2 separate regions of the Zea mays genome follow, and region 1 is linked to region 2. Evidence: chromatin contacts called from public Hi-C data. All regions are on one chromosome and are shown on one strand. The core of a region is the stretch at or near the end of the contact, and the rest is flanking DNA. Distances in the headings are between cores, read along the strand shown.

Region 1 (4,313 bases), core at 750-3,249, 510 kb after region 2:
TTCAACTTAAAACTTGCAAGAATGAAGTAGAAAAAGTTAAATTTGCTAGGGATGCCTACACCATTAGTAGACATCCCTCCATTAAAGATGGACTTGGTTTCCAAAAGGGAACCAAGGACACAAAGAGCCAAAAGGCAGTCAACTTCACTAGGGACACTACAACACATGTGGCCTTTTAAACATCCCATGACAATGAATATTTTCGTCATTGACTATTTTGTTTTATGACGGTTTTTTTGTGGCAAGACAACTTTATGACGAATTTTGGGAAGCGTCACTAATAACATTGAGAAAACGTCATAACACTAGTCAATCGCTATATCGTGACGAATATATTGTTGTCATAAGGCACTAACAGTAAATGTCATAACTATATGACAGTTCCATATCATCATAAGATATTACAAATAAGTAATTATTTAAAATGTCTATTGTAGTTATTAATAAAAATCAATATACATGTTGAAAAATACCTATAATTTACAACCAACGCCCATACTACGCTACAAAACTGAGGGAAAAATTATATAAAAATCAAAATGTTTAACTGAGAAAAAAAGGTAGAAAAACATCTGCCTAAAGGATTTGAACTCTCGAGCTCCTATATAGTGCAAAAGAACTTGTTTTCTCTGCTAGACTAAACAAGACTATTAGTTAAATTTGGACATATTATTAATATAACGTATATTCACCAAATTATTTACATCCTTCAAACAATCTCCATCCATTTTCTGTTCGACCGCGCCATTATCTGCACAGAGTTCGGCATCATCGTCACCCCGGCTGGGATTCCTCCTACACGTAGGTCTCCTCTTCACATCACACAACGCCAGAGGCCTATCGCGTAGCCACTGCCAGAGGCCGTTGCGCAGCCGCCACCGCTGGAGACCTGTCGCGTAGCCGCCGTCGCCGGAGACCTGTTGCGCAGCCGCCGCCGTCGGGGCCTAGGTGCTACCAGGGGGATGAGGACTCATAGGTGATCCACGGGGATGGGTCGTGGGCGCTGCCAGAGGCGGGGGACGACAATCATTGTTTCGCTTTGCCCGTGCTGCCAGTGTGCCTGTGCTAGCAGATTTCAACTTTGACATCGGCACACATTATACCTCACATTTTTCTCACGGCAACAATGGATTAAAAGTTTTATTTTTAATCTATTTTTGTTATTATTGATGATTATTATTATTCTCTAAGTACCGGCTAGATTTTATTAAAAACATGTGAAACAAAGTACATTATACCTTACATTTTCTCACGAATAAGGAAAAGTGTTCTAGAGAACCAGACTCCACGGGTTGAAGAAGAACCCCAAAGAGTGTGCGTCCGAGGTGACTGTAGGATAATTATTCCTTGGTTTCATGATTCACGAACAAGGAATAGGTATGCTAAACCCTAAACCTACCTTATATTCAGAGAAGATTTCTATATCTATATATATTTACGATGTCTTTAAAGCGTCATCTAAATATAGAGAACGTTCTCCAGTCTCTCTATATATAGAGATTATTTGTTCTGTTCACTATCCATTGTAATACTTTAAACAGTGAATTAAGTTAAACAAATATATGTATAAATGTATTAGAGTATGTGCATATGTATATAAAATTAGGGCAAAACATACCTGTAATATGTGCGTTTACTATATAGAGGACGATACATGTTGTTAAAGATAAATGAGATATAAAAGGGAAAATATTTTAGAAAAAAAAATCTAAAGGACAGATATATTATTGCTCTCAATTTCTCAAACCCAAAACCGCACGTGCCGCCGATCCTAAATAAAAGTCCGTGGCAGACAGATCCGTCACGAGTCCGGATCAGATCTGAGTAGTGAGTACCACCTCACAAGCACAACCGGGTCCCCAAGCCCGATCAGACCCGTTAAGAACGAACCCGGTGGGCCGGGCCGGGATCAGCCAACGCGCGGGGCGGCACGTCGCCTATTTCCGCTGTTGTATAAAATCATTGGTTGGGAGAGACGCTCGTGGTTTCTTTTCTTCCCCACTCCTCTCGTCGCGTCCAATAAAAAGGGGGGAAGAGCATTTTCCCTTTTTTTTGCTCCCCTCCCCCCTCGCTTCTCCCGAATTTGATGCTTAAACCCTCGCCGGGAGGAGGACTCCACGCGCGAGCCCGCCCGCGCCACCTACCGCCGCGCCCGGATCCCCGCCATGGCCGCCGCGCCGCACCGGGCCCAGGTCCCCGCTGGTGAGACCTTGCCTCCTGTTGCTGGATTGGGGTTTGACTTTTTTGGTTCCCCTTGTCGCTGGGTCGTGATTGCGCTGTGTCGCTGCTCGAATTCTCTTGCTCGAAGGGCTCTGCGCGCTGGATTCGGCGGGAATTCGCGCCGGGTCTGCGATTTCGGAGCCGGCCCTGCTGCCCGGGCTCGCGGTGGGGGCTCCTAGGTCAAGATTGGTTCCGGGGCTACGGTTCCTTCGCTCCTCGGAAGCCCCGTAACTGCGATTTTCCCGTCGGGGTTGCGTGCTCGTACCCAGCCGTGGAAGAAGATGCGCGGAGCAGGCTGCGGCTGGGATTTGTGCTGATTACGTTGCCTCACGTCCTCGTGAGGGCAATAGCGTCTTTTATGCCTTTTCCCGTTTTGCCGGGGCACGTCCGCGGTCCGCCCACAGGAGGGACGGCTCGGGGTATTGCTAGCCGTAGCCGTTTTACAGGAGCTAGCACGGGAAAGTTGCTGCCAGTACGAACAGGATACGATTGTAAGTACTAAGTACCCAACGGGAAGCTCTAGCTTCAGTACATACTAGGTATTCGAGTAAGCTACTGTACAGCGGGACAGCTGGTTGGTGCTGATGACCTGATCATGTCAACGCCTGTGATTGTCCTGTGCATATGCACGTAGTAGCTTTCGAATGCTTGTGAATGGGTAGTTGACGAGTTGTACAGCTTGCGAGGTCTTGTTTCTGTTTTCTACAAGTATCATGCTTGTCTTTAAATTTTAGCTATTTTGCACCAAATCAAGGCAACTTTCCACGAATGCTACTGCCAACTTATCTTTCTATATTTATGTTTTTTGTAGATAGCACGGCTCCGTTGCAGACGGGGCCTGTACTTGAGAATAACCCCTCCAAGAGTGCAAACGCCAAGGACCAGGTAATTTAGTTCCATTTATAGTTTATTTTCTTTCTGATCTGTGCTTTGAAATGTTGTTTAGTTCCATTTATATTTTATTTTCTTTCTGATCTGTGCTTTGAAATGTTGTTCATGAACATGTTTCAATTGCGACAGATTCTTTCTGGTACAGAGAATGTGACTACAGGCAATGCACGTGGCGCTAGCTCCTTGAGATCGCCAAACGGCCCACCAGAGAAGGCTAGCTCTGTCGGAAAAGCTGGAGAGCAACCTTATCTCTACCAGCAAAATGTGTATGCACCACAGCCACAACCACTCTATCCTGGAGGTTAGGGTATATTCATTGCCTTTTAATTAATGTTAGCACATGTTCTGAATTCTGTTGCATAAAGCACGAGACGGAAATATATCCGTAGCTTCTGAACAATCTTCTATTGCTTCCAGCTAAATTTGTCTTTTCACTGGCTGTACAATTGACGTTTCATCTGCTTTGTTCACCTCTATTGCATCGATCTTGTGCTGATGAGGGCACTGAGTATATTATTCAATTAGAGACTTAGGCTCTTTATCAAGGGAGCAACATTTACTTCTCATGGAGTGCTGTTTTAAATTTGATATTCTTTTTTCTTCCCCTTGCTGTAGGATACATGAACCCTTCAGGACAATGGGAGGAATATCCCCATTATGTGAATATGGAGGGGCTCCATTCCGTATCTCCCGTAAGTTGCTGGAATTACCGAGCTTCTTTGTGTTTTCTTGATTTTTTTCTAAATATTTTTTTCTTGAAGGGAATCTACAATGACAACCAGTCCCTCATGCTATCTGCTGGATATGCAAACAACCCCCAAATGATGTATGGAGCATATTCTCCTGTTTCCACTGCTGGAGATGGCCAACAATACTTCCCTGTGCACTATTCCTTCTCAAATCCTTACTATCAACCACCAGCTTCTCCTAGCATGGGATATTCAAACTCCGCAACTGGAATGTCCCAAGGAGACCCTATGCTGCAGCAAGAGTATTTCCTTCCTGATGGCCTTCTATATTCACCCACACCAGGGTATCATCAACCATTCAGCTCATTTGACAGAGGTAGTGTTTCTCTTCTAAAGTTTCTACTTTTCCTGTAGGCAAAATTTTTATGACTGCAAACAATATGTGTTATAATGTACTACCTCCGTTATTATTTATTTGACGCCATATAGTTTAACTTTGTGCTGGCAGACGTC
Region 2 (3,847 bases), core at 1,133-3,632:
GCGGCTCCGGTGCAGGTACGCGACCCCGTCGAGGGCGCGGCCTCGGTGAGGCTCCGACGCGCATCCCCCGACGCGGCTATAGAGGCGATGCATGTGCTCGACCACCACATGCTGAATGTCGTAGACGGGGCCTTCGTCGCGTGCCACGCATGTGGACACACCACTGTCATTTGTCATTGCTTTCATGCTTTGCCTCGGTGGAGAACCAGTCGTTGTCCATTGCGATTGCAAGACAAAATTATCTCAAAAAGAAGAACACGTTGATGCTTACAGAATGGATTCGATTTTTCTTCTGATTTCTTCTTATTTGCAATGAATTCCTCACACTACCATTCACCCTCTCCGTGCAATTGAGGAACAGAGTCAGCTTTTTTCTCATCGACTCCCAAAGCGAGCGAATACCCATACAGGAACGTGATGTCTCATTCTCTCTTCTCGCGATCAGTGTTGATAACGTGTTGAAGAGTAACGAAACGAGATTGAGAGATAGTGCAAATGACAGTTATCTTATTGCAGGGGCTGTTTATATACATGTGTAGGGGTGCAATGACAAGGGTTGTGTCCCTTGGGAGACACCTCTTGGATTGATCATATGAAATGTTACAATTTTCTTAACACTTTTAACATAAAATTGGCTTGTGCGCGCTGCTACTTTAGTCTAGAGCTTAAGTTGCTATTTATTAGCGGCAGTTAACATCGGTCGGTTAACATAGTCTCTCTCTTAAGCTAAACAAAACACGAATCATTAGCGAGGAGGCAGACACGTGACGTCCCCGCGCCCCAGATAAGCTAAACAATGGCGCCGCCACCCGAGCGCCTTGGCGCGGAGCGGCTACCGGTTTTTACTTTGTTTTGTTTCGTTTTTTTTTCTACGCCGGAAATATGCATGTACAATTGAACGGCAAGGTAAAAAAACATCGGTCGGTTAACATAATCTCTCTCTTAAGATTTTTTTTTTTTTGCACTCGCATTAGTGCGCGCAGGTTTGCTGTCTCGCCGTCGTTGTGTTCGACGGGGCAAAGCGGATGCTACAGATATTGTAATGGGAATGGGAACCGCCCTGGGTGGAGTTGCTCCTTGGAACCGGTGTTAGGCAGCTTAATTATTCTTATATTTATATTTAAATTTTATTATTCATAATACGAACAATACAGTCTACAACGTAAAACATTATTTTAGTTGACCATATGGATGAACTTGTATATGCTCCTGCATCTCTACCGTCCATTTCTTCTGTAGATACATGATCAAGGATCAATATGAAATTCTCTCTAGTTCATCTATTAGTATTTATATGGTGTGCCCCGCAATTATATTTATGGCTTGTTCTGTTTGAGAACTTGTTCGATTGCGTCTGGATGGATCGAAAAAGGATTACGAGATTTAATCCTTCGCTACTAGCGAAGCTGAATAGAGGGGGATTTAATTCTTTCTATCCTCTTTGATCTAGACGCAACGAACAAATATGAACAAATCTGAAAGGGATTGAAGAAGATCTAAAATGATTAATAGGAAGAGGTTTGATCCTCACCAATCTCTCCTTGGATCCAACAAAGTAGGGATGGCAATTCTGCCCGCGGGCACGGATATCCGCGGGTTTCGTACCCGATGGGTATGGATACGGGTAAGAAATCTCGCCCATGGGTAAGGATACGGGTAACACTTCTCACCCGCGGGTATTACCCGTTACCCGCTTAATTTACTAGCCCATCAAAATATCGCCCATGTGTTCATTTTATCCTAAAACATTGTGTTGTAATAATTAATTATCTTAAGAGTTTGAGACTTATGTTTGTGGATGATTGATCATGTTTGTGGACTTTTAAGTTTGAACTATGTTCCTTGTCATTATTATGTCTGTCAAGTTGTTGTGTTCTTGGTAAAATGAACATGACCACATACTCTATGTATTTTCTGGCGGGTAACGAGTTGCCCGATATCCGCAGATATCCTGCGGGTACGGACACGGATTAAAAAATTTACCCGCAATCTCTCGCGGGCACAAATAAACACTACAAACACGGATATGTTAGCGGACGGGTAAATGGCTTATCCGCACTTTACCCGACCTGCTGCCATCATCGGGCGGTAGGGAACTTCTCGTGATCTCATCCCGCCGCCTGTGTGCAGTTGCTCTTTGGGCACCGCACCATGGACGGTTTTTGTGCGCTTCTACGTCCGTTCGTCCTTCCTTCTGTTTCTGTATGTATGCACAGCGGCGGCAAAAGGCCACCCAGAAAAAGTCAACAGGGTCCACCGCGTTGACCTATGCGCCTGTCACGCGGGCGCGAGGCAGAGGTCGACACGTGTCCTTCTGGAACGTTCGGGTGGAAGCTACCCAGACCCTGGTGGAAAAAGAAAAACCAGCTGGAGCAGAGGGGCGGCACGCACAGCGCGTCACGGCCGGCCGGGGGGATAGCTGCGTCCGCAGCGCCGGCCTAGCGCCATGTCGGACTGTTCGCGTCGACCAATGAATGGCAAGAAAGGCTGCAGAGCTGCAGGGGACGGTGAGGCGCGCCTGGTCAGAGTAATGGACCACTGTTAGGATTAGGACCCGTTACCCTAAACTATATCTCTTTCTCCGGTATCTATTTGTCATTTGTAATTAGCTAGTTTATTTTTATCTAAATCTCGATAGATAAAGAAAAATAGAGAGGGCTGGTTTGGGAACCTCATTTTTTTAAAAAAAAATTATATTTTTTCGCTTTGCGTTCGTTTCGGTTAGCTAGGTAAGTAATGGGTTGTTTGAAAAGCGCATGATGACTTGAGACAACCCCAAACATGCTGATGGATGGAAGTGTCACGTACAATTGAGAGCTTGGATGGGATTTCACCGAACTAGTAGCGGCCTCTTTTTTGTCTGGTTGATTGATTAGAGTGGATGAGTGAGCTATGGTAATCAACCGACCGATGCCTTTTAGAGAGCACGAGATCGACGTTGGTGCTGGGTTTATCCTCAGGCTCATTTGGTTCCAGAACGTTCCAGCCTGCCTTCCACTTCCTGCCCGATTACGAGTTGTTGTCCTAATCGGGCAATCACCGCTGCCCCTTTCGGCATTAATCCCAATCCGAGTTGTTGTCGTCTTGCGAGCTTTCATTCCGGCTGTCACGGCACGACCAGCAGCCAGTAGAGTCGATCTGGTGGCTCTTGGCCACCTAGCATTCCACCGGTTATAGTGTATAAAAAAAATGACAAACCATTATAGCGTGATCTGTGAAAATAATTCATGTGATTGGTTAGCTGCATCGTCTCGTCCCGCGTGACCACGTGTGTTGACTTTATCTGAGTTTGTGTTTGGTTGGCTGCACGTGTGAAGCGCAGGCTGCATGGACAGACACAAAATAAGTTATGTTAGATGCATCCACACGTACGTCCAAAACGGACGTACGCGGTTGGTCAGGCTCGCGCGAGATTGTACGTGTGGGTACATTCATCCAAACAGGCGGAATGTCTCTTAGGACTAGTTTGGGAGCTAAAATACCGGAGGGGATTGGAGGGGCTAAAATCTCCTTCTTATTTAAAATTGAATAAGAAAGGGATTTTAGCCCCTTCAATCCCTTCCGATATTGTTTGGTTCAATCCCTTCCGATATTGTGTCTTCCAAACTAGCCCTTACATGGTGTGTGACTGTTGGTTAGAGACTTGGACCTATGTTTTTTTTTTGTACAAGAAATTTAGGACACTTTGAAACAACAGAGTTTCACATAAATTAATTCGGTTTTTCACAAGGAAACACAAGATATAGAAGGCAAAAAAAATTACGATGTTCTAAAAAAGGACGTATTATGAAGATTCTTTAATTTGAGAGAACACGAGAGGGGGGTTAAATGGTCTAGCCATTGCCAA

What was found. Hi-C and Micro-C count contacts between places; a contact is called where the count stands out from the background.
Region 1: a contact with region 2 is called in a Hi-C map of ear, with 2.2 times the contacts expected there. The contact joins the promoter of LOC100382673 here to the enhancer-like site in region 2. A contact is called at or near these places in 3 of 25 Hi-C or Micro-C datasets (ear, leaf and tassel).

What each region holds. Positions count from the first base shown.
Region 1 is chr4:28,296,839-28,301,151 of Zm-B73-REFERENCE-NAM-5.0, forward strand. It overlaps LOC100382673 (evolutionarily conserved C-terminal region 10), which reads left to right and starts at 2,000. Exons shown (of 9, transcript NM_001175397.1): 1 at 2,000-2,202; 2 at 3,032-3,105; 3 at 3,241-3,412; 4 at 3,727-3,803; 5 at 3,873-4,176. The coding sequence starts at 2,166.
Region 2 is chr4:27,784,424-27,788,270 of Zm-B73-REFERENCE-NAM-5.0, forward strand. No RefSeq gene overlaps it. Among protein-coding and RNA genes, the nearest start is that of LOC100191298, 12 kb to the right of the region's middle. Within about 2 kb of position 2,383, at least 19 of the 20 cell types and tissues checked have an H3K27ac peak or open chromatin away from gene starts, as enhancers often do. A contact at or near this core is called in ear, leaf and tassel, where this site is marked.